Regions from separate parts of the Hordeum vulgare genome. Here region 1 is linked to region 2. The links are chromatin contacts, called in public Hi-C maps. All regions are on one chromosome and are shown on one strand. The core of a region is the stretch at or near the end of the contact, and the rest is flanking DNA. Distances in the headings are between cores, read along the strand shown.

The links. Hi-C and Micro-C count contacts between places; a contact is called where the count stands out from the background.
Region 1: a contact with region 2 is called in a Hi-C map of seedling, with 7 times the contacts expected there. The contact joins the promoter of LOC123448193 here to the promoter of LOC123448191 in region 2. A contact is called at or near these places in 3 of 6 Hi-C or Micro-C datasets (leaf and seedling).

What each region holds. Positions count from the first base shown.
Region 1 is chr4H:145,774,887-145,779,074 of MorexV3_pseudomolecules_assembly, reverse strand. LOC123448193 (probable inactive heme oxygenase 2, chloroplastic) reads left to right here and starts at 1,456. Exons shown (of 4, transcript XM_045125004.1): 1 at 1,456-1,989. The coding sequence starts at 1,500.
Region 2 is chr4H:145,341,292-145,345,354 of MorexV3_pseudomolecules_assembly, reverse strand. It overlaps LOC123448191 (putative receptor protein kinase ZmPK1), which reads left to right and starts at 2,528. Exons shown (of 3, transcript XM_045125003.1): 1 at 2,528-4,063. The coding sequence starts at 2,793.

The DNA.
Region 1 (4,188 bases), core at 207-2,706, 430 kb before region 2:
AATAGGATGACGAAGATGAGGATGCGACATGATTGATGATGTGCCATTTGTTTGTGTGAACTTTTATGTCATGAACTTCGTTGGGTGATTTTGAACTTGGTTGGATGATGATGTGATGTGACATGATTTCGAACTTTTATGTCATGATGAACTTGGTTGGGTGATTTTAAACTATAATATGTCTTGTTTTGATGTTTGAAATATCATTATATTGTCAAAAAGGAACATATTGCAAGCGACGGCTGCTCGCAGCGCGCTGTAGTTTAGCGCGCCTACTGAAGCGGCTCGCGTGTGCTATTTTTTGCGGCAGCCGCTGGAGCCAGTGCTCTCCGGCACGCTAAAAGTCGCTATTTCCACACACCAAATTATTTTTAGCGCGCGGGGCGGTTGCACGGCTGTTGGAGATGCTCTAATCTGTCTAGAATTGAAGAGCCTACATTTAATTAAGGCCTCCAATTGACATTGTGACATCCAATTTTGATCTGGTCAATAATTTCTCAAAGCTCTCTCATTTTATTATTTTATATATAGTTCTATAACACTATACTCCCTAGTAGTTTTAAAGAGAACGCATTCAATTATGGTGTCCAAAACTTTAATTAAAATTGGATCCTTCAATTTTGATCGGGTCAACAATTTCTTAATACTCACTCGTTAATTTTTTTAAAAAATACACTAGGCTTCCTAATGGATTTAATTTACGATTTTGACAAAACCAGGAGTTATTCAAATCAATCAACAACAACCATACTATAAAAAATATATCAATCACGCTCATGCAGTCGTCGACGTAGAATTTTTTCCGCATATATAAGGTTGGTTGGTATATAATATAGAATCACACCATGAAAGACCCATCGAATTATCGAATTATAAATAAAAATAAAACACACTGTGTCATCTTCCCACACATCAAACAAAATATTCCATTAGTTTCAAAATATAAGGGGTATTAGTTTTGAAAAAATCAAATTCTTCAACTTTGACCAAGTTGAAAGCAAAAATATCGACATCCATAATATTAAATAAAATAAATAAATTCATTTAACGATGAATCTAATCACAACAATTTAATATTATGAATTTTGATATATTTATCTAAAAATTTAATCAAATTTAAAAGGTTTGACATTTAAAAAAATACACATTATATTTTAAAACAAAGTAATTAAGTTTTATTAATCTAACAACGCCTAGTCCTCCTAGTCATTAGACAACAACAAAGACAGGATGAGTTGGTTTGCGTGTTGCTTCTACATACTATAAAATCTGTGGTCGGGCAGATACATTTTTCGTTTTGAAAGTTATATATAACTATTTATATTTTTCTTGAATTTCAGAAAATAATCAAAAGCAAAAGAAATGGGCCGGCCCATGAGACCATGTCGGGCTGATGGGGCTCGTGGTGGGCAGATGGTCCCTATCTCTCGCAAGAAGCGGAGAAAAATAGGAGCCGGTGGTGATAGTGAAGCTGTTTGCCCAAGTCCAAGTGGATAACCATGCCGCTCGCCATTGCCGTCCCCTCGGCGGCGGCGCCGCTCCGGCGACCACATCACTTCCGCTTTCTCCAGCCATCAAGAAAGCTTAGCCTATCCAGAACACGCTGCGCCTCTTCGCTCCCGGCAGAGACGCAGCCAGCTCCTCCGCAACCCCGGCGGTACCCGAGGCAGTACCCAGGCGAGGCGGTGGGCGTTGCCGAGGAGATACGGTTCGTTGCCATGCGCCTCCGCAACACTAAGCGCAGTACTCGTAAGGGAAATAATAGGGCTGACGGAGTCGAGGAAGACGATGAATCGGAGGAGGAGGTGGAGGACAACGAGGAGATGGACGAGGAGGGCAACGACGAAGTGAAGGAGGAGGAGGGGGAGGACAACCATGAAGTGGAGGAGTGGATGCCCAGCATGGAAGGGTTCGTGAGGTACCTTGTGGATAGCAAGCTTGTCTTCGACACCGTCGAGCGGATCATCGCCGGGTCTACGGACGTCGCCTGTGAGTGAGATTTTTCTTCCCCATTCTTTGCTACAGTTCTGGTTCTTGTCAATTGCTGCAGCCAGACAGCAATTGGTGCAGGTGTTATTTTCCCGAGCGGCAATGTGATCCTGCAGTCCGATTTTCGGTCCAGGAACGGGACTTGTAGTGGTCACTGCCCATTGGTCGCATGTTAAGTAATTGAGTGTTTCATTATCATGTTAAGCTGTGACTCCATACTCACTGTCACGAGTGTTTGCATTCTATTTACCATACCTCCTAATTAGTTGCAAGCTGTTACTTTCTGCTGCTCATACTCTTGATAGCTTGCTTGTTAAGTTGTTTGGGAAGTTTACTACCTGTTGTGTTATCCTAAAAAACTGCCATTCCTAAAATTGGAGTAGAAATTTGTCAAACGACTATTCACCCCCTCTAGTTCTTAGACCTTGATCCCAACTGACTGTCAGGTAAACCCTGCGCTGTTTTAGGATAGCTTTCGTTTAGTAGAATAAACCCACGATCGTGTGAGCATGTTCACAGCGTGGCGCATAAGTTTGCTTTCCTAGAGTTTAGGGGATCACCACTGACCCCGTCGTGGGATGGCGCGGCATCAGGGGTTCATGGCGATAATGTAGGATCGCGGGAGAGAGTCGTTGGGATGGCAGCGGCCGTAGCTCGATCGTGGTCCGAGTCCGTAGCTAGTGCTTTGGGAGTTGGTTAGCACCCCCGTGTAATCAGAGTACAAATAAGGCAACAGAATAGAAAAGCAGTTAAGTTGTTCACTGCAAAAACCTCTCTCTCTCGAGCTCGTTCTAGCGCACTGTCAGAGATCTTGCGAGAGCTTAGGGAGCGGGCTGACAATTGGCATCAGAGCCTCTACGATCCGGGGGGGCCATGTCGAACGGACGGCAGCGCACGCCATCGATCCCTCCCAACGGAGGGGAAGGAAACGACGCACCAGCAGCGGCGCAAGGGGCACCGGCACCGGCCCCTGCTACCCCGACACATCCACGACAGGAAGCCGCGGACGCAGCGTCATCAGGGGGGCGGCAACGAGGTGGTCGTCCGCGAGCGCGTCGTGCAGGAGCGCACGAACTACGGCAGCACGATCTTCTACCCCACGCTCACCGCCACGAACTACGTCGAGTGGTCCCTGATAATGCGGATCAATCTGCGCGCCCAAGGTCTCTGGGAGGCCATGTCAGGTATGGGTGTGCCCGGCGATCGCGAGGACATGGCAGCGCTTTCGGCGCTGTTGCGGGCCGTCCCGCCTGAGATGATCCCGGTCCTCGCCGTCAAGGAAACCGCGAGGGAAGCGTGGGAAGCCGTCAGGCTCATGCGCATGGGGGTGAGCCGCGTCCGCGAGGCGACCGCGCAATGCCTCCGCAGGGAGTTCGAGCAGATCGCTTTCAAGGAGGGCGAAACCCTCGACGCGTTTGGACTGCGGATCACCGCCCTCGTCAACAACCTGCGCTCGCTCGGGGACACCGTCGACGAGGTGAAGGTAGTTCAGAAAATCCTCAGGGAGGTACCCAGCCAGTACGTTCAGATCGCATGCTCCATCGAGACACTGCTTGATCTGAACAACCTGACTGTGGAGGAGCTGATCGGGCGCCTGCGATCATCTGTCGAGCGGTGCTCCGGCGCCGCGACGGACAACGCCAGCGGGCAACTTCTGCTCACAGAGCAGGAGTGGCTGGCTCGTGGGAAGCAGCGCGAGCAAGGACAGGGCTCCGGCGCGAACGGGGGAAAAGCCAAGCAGAAGGGCAAGCCGCAGGGACGGGGCCGCGACAACGACCGACGCGACTCCGGCGGCAAGCGCGACATGTCGCAGGTAAAATGTTACAACTGCAACAAATACGCCGGACACATCTCCAGGGACTGCCCGGAACCACGACGCGAACGAAAGGGCCAACAGGCGAACCTGGCCAAGGTGGAAGAAGACGAGCCGGCCCTGCACCTAGCTAGGGCCTGCAGGTTCCACGACGACGACGACGGGCCCGCGCTCCTCATGTCCGTGGTGACCCCTGACGACAAGGGAAAGGCATTGCAGGCGGGAGGTGCCGAGGCCACGCCCATGGCGACCAGCGCTCTAACCAGCAGCGTGGAGCTGGTCGAGGAATGCGTCTTTCTCACCAAGGAGGGTCAACCCGACGACATCTGGTTCCTGGATACAGGCGCCCGCAACCACATGACCGGCTGCGCGTCTGTCTTCGCCGA
Region 2 (4,063 bases), core at 1,279-3,778:
CTACACAAAAACAAGACCATGTTAGTTCTACTAAAATAGCGTTAGTCCGGGTTAGTTTCATTCAAAACATGCAAATTAGAGTCCAAAACAAGAGCAAAAGCATTAGGAAAAGTAGATACTATGGAGACGTGGCAATCAGTTCAGATTTTTGTAATGCAATGTGCATCCTTTTTAATTATGAACCATATTTGTGGTTTTGCTAATCAATGAACAAATAGCTGATATGTTGTACACCATGCTATTTGTTAGTGTATATATTACTGAAATACCTTATGCATAGGTAAGAAAAGAAGATGATCCAAAGGCGATAAAACTTGTGTTGCTTTATATGGAAAAGAGGACATGAGGGTGGTGTAAGGTAACTTCTCATGTTAGTATTTGGTGCAAGATCAGTCTTTTTCTAACTCATCTTGATTGGTTATGTTTCTCTTGCGTGCTCTAATTTACATTCAACGCGGGGAAACTTTGGGTTGGCCTCATCATCAAATGGATAACGTGAGTTACCTCTGTTATTAGATAATAGTGTTTTGGACGCCAACATTGTCGTCCTTTATCTGAAGAACAGAAAATTGATAAAGATGGAATCTCTATTGAGTTGTGGAAGATGATAATGAGCTTGACATGAGTGTCCTCTGTTGTCGAAAACTGTAGTGATAGAGAGTGGCGGTGACATGCACATGGATAACAAGCTAGCTCTACTTAAGGACAGTTGGTGTAGTTTAGTAGAATGTGAACAACTTCTAAGTTGCAACGCCTGTAACATGTTGTTTTGTACAAAATGCTTGTGCCCCTATGTACGATGTATATTTTGACCATGAGTGTGATGTATGTGTTCATTGATAATCTGATGTGTATGATGAATTTTGGTTGCAATTTATAAATTTGAATTATGGATTTGAATTTAGTTATTTGAATTATATTGGATAGGAATTTAAATTTGAATTGCATATTTTTATATGAAAATATGAATACGATTATCCCTAGGGCATTACTCAAACATCTGGTAGGGAAAGAATTGTAAGGAATTTGTGGGGTGTCAAAATTTGGATGGACCCCACAATCTTTCCCTAGGGATTGTGCCCCTAGGTAAAGAAATTTTCCCTAGAGCTTGCCACATGCACCCTGGGGAAAGAGGTCTTTCCCGACTATACTACACCTAGGGTTCTTTACCTAGGGCAAGCTGTAGGTAAAGTCTTTCCCTATGGTTTTTCACATTTCACCTAGGTAAAATGTGGGTTTCTAGTAGTGATGGATTATAAAGAGTGTGTCGTTTCCCATCTCCTACGTTACAAGGGAATCATGGTGATCATTATTCATGTCCACTAAATAAAGTAACAGGCATCATAAATACTAGTAAGCTACGCCTTCACTCATGATAACAATGCTTTAGTTATGTCCACGGCTATTATGTTTCTCTTGCGTGAGTATCATTCATCCGAGTGTTCACACGCATATCGTCCAACTAGATCTATGACATGACACCTTCTGAGTGATCAAAGCCCTTCGGATTCCGGACGGTGTTTTCGTATCTTTAAGATGTGGGCTTAAGCGCCATGGGCTTCTATGAAGCTGAACCACTGGGGCCTATGCCGTGGTAGGCATCCCATCACTTCTCGTGGAAGCACATGCTGCGATTTATTCTTTTCGAGAATCACGGTTGTGCTTCTTGTGAAAGCACGAGTTGTGTTTTTTCCTTTTCAAGAAAAAGGAGAAGCATCGCTTAAAAAACTTATTTTTTTCCTGTCAAATCCTAGGAAAGTCAATCAAATCCGGAAGATCGAACAAAATAGAACCTAGAAACACGTGCAGAAAAAATAAATCCCGAGAATGCTCTGGCATGTAACATGTGGTGGCTATTAGGTGCATCACTTGACACACTAATAAGTCAAGAGAGTGATCTTTGTGGGAGCCCTCTAAAGGATACCCCTAGTTAGTTGCTCCCAAGGGCCATCACAACAACAAGGAGACAACTTCAACAAGTTAAAGATGTAAGCTCATTGTTTTTAATCCCGATCAATCTATACTAATGTACAAAGAGTGAATTGTGCACATCTAACAAATCACCACCATTCAACCGCATCTACTAATGTTCTACATCGCTCTAGAATTTAGTGTTAACCATGTTTAGCACTAAACACATTTATCACTCTTCACTAATTAATATTATGTCTAATATCATTGTAGCATTAACCAAGTAATTATATCCATCTTATTCATGCAATTTATATCTTGCCTACTATTCCCTCTGTACATAATAATTGTAGTTGGGCAACATACACGTACACTTTTTTTGAAACATAATACATACACACACGCCTTTTTTTTACGAAAAAAACGATTCACACACTATCCATATGAAGACCTATGAAAGACTAAGTCAACGACAACATTTTTTTCACCAAAGAACATCGTTATAAGATCCGAAATAACCAAAAAAGTCTAGTCTAGTACACAATTACAAGTAATAGCTGGAATAAGAGATTACTGTGTTTCAATTAACATCTTTATTATGACGATAGTCTGACAAAATAGCACATGTCATAGTCTAATATATAATCTTATATAAAAATATCACAAAATATCCATGCTAGAGATCACATCAATCACAAAATGGCAAGTGGCAAAAAAGTTTGCAATTGTATGCCCTCCTCGATTCTAGATAGCTTTGCTCGGTCAGGATGCTTACCCTATCCAAACAATTCCTTCCCTAGTGTCAGGCAGCTCCAGCACTAACGATTTCTTTTGTCCCGGCCTAATCAGTGATCACCGACCAAGCTCAGCTCAGCACGGCCATGACCTCAGCCAGCGGCTTTACTCTGCTTCTGCTCTCCCTCCTCGCGCTCCAGGGCACCGGGCGTGCGGGGGCGCAGCGCGAGCGGGGCAGCAGCCTGCCCCGTGGCGCCTCGATCGCCGTCGAGGACCACGCGGCCGACCTCCTCGTCTCCCCGGACGGCGCGTTCGCCTGCGGCTTCTACGCCGTCTCCCCCACCGTCTTCACCTTCTCCGTCTGGTTCGCGCGCTCCGCAGACCGCGCCGTCGTCTGGACGGCCGCCGCCAGCGCCACAGCGCGCCGCGCCGTCCACAGCCAGGGCTCCCGCCTCGCGCTCGACCGCCGCCACGGCGCGCTCGTCCTCACCGACTACGACGGAGAGGTCGTGTGGAACTCCACCGCCCACGACGGCGCCGCGCGGGCGCGGCTCCGCGACACCGGCAACCTCGCCGTGGAGGACGCCCGGGGGACCGTCCTGTGGAAGAGCTTCGACCACCCCACCGACACCCTGCTCCCCGCCCAGCGCGTCGGCGGCGCCGCGGGGAGCGGTCTCGTCTCCACCAGCAGGCTCCTCGCGGCTGGGCACTACGGCTTCCGGTTCAGCGACTACGCGATGCTCTCAATGGTGTACGACGACGGCGGCGAGGTGTCCAGCATCTACTGGCCCAACCCCTACTTCAGCTACTGGCAGAACAGCCGCAAGATCTACAATTTCAGCCGCGAGGCCGAGTTGGATTCCTCGGGGCATTTCTTGGCCAGCGACAACGCGACGTTCGATGCCGCCGATCTGGGCGATGCCGGGGTCAGGAGGAGGCTGACGCTGGACACCGACGGCAACCTCCGGCTGTACAGCTTGGACGCCGGCGACGGTGGGGCATGGACCGTGTCGTGGATGGCGTTCCCCAACCCCTGCATCATCCACGGCGTGTGCGGCATCAACGCGGTGTGCCTCTACACGCCTTCACCGGCGTGCGTCTGTGCCCCCGGGCACGAGCGCGCCGACCGGAGCGACTGGAGCAGGGGCTGCCAGCCGACGTTCAGCAACTTGACCCTTGGGCGCGACGAGCAGGTCAAGTTCGTGGCGCTGCCGCACACCGACTTCTGGGGCTTCGACCTCAACAACAGCGAGTTCCTGTCGCTGGACGCGTGCGAGGCGCAGTGCACCGGCGAGCCGTCGTGCGTGGTGTTCCAGTACAAGCAGGGCAAAGGCGAGTGCTACCCCAAGAGCCTCATGTTCAACGGCAGGACGTTCCCCGGCCTGCCCGGCACGGCCTACCTCAAGGTCCCCGCCGG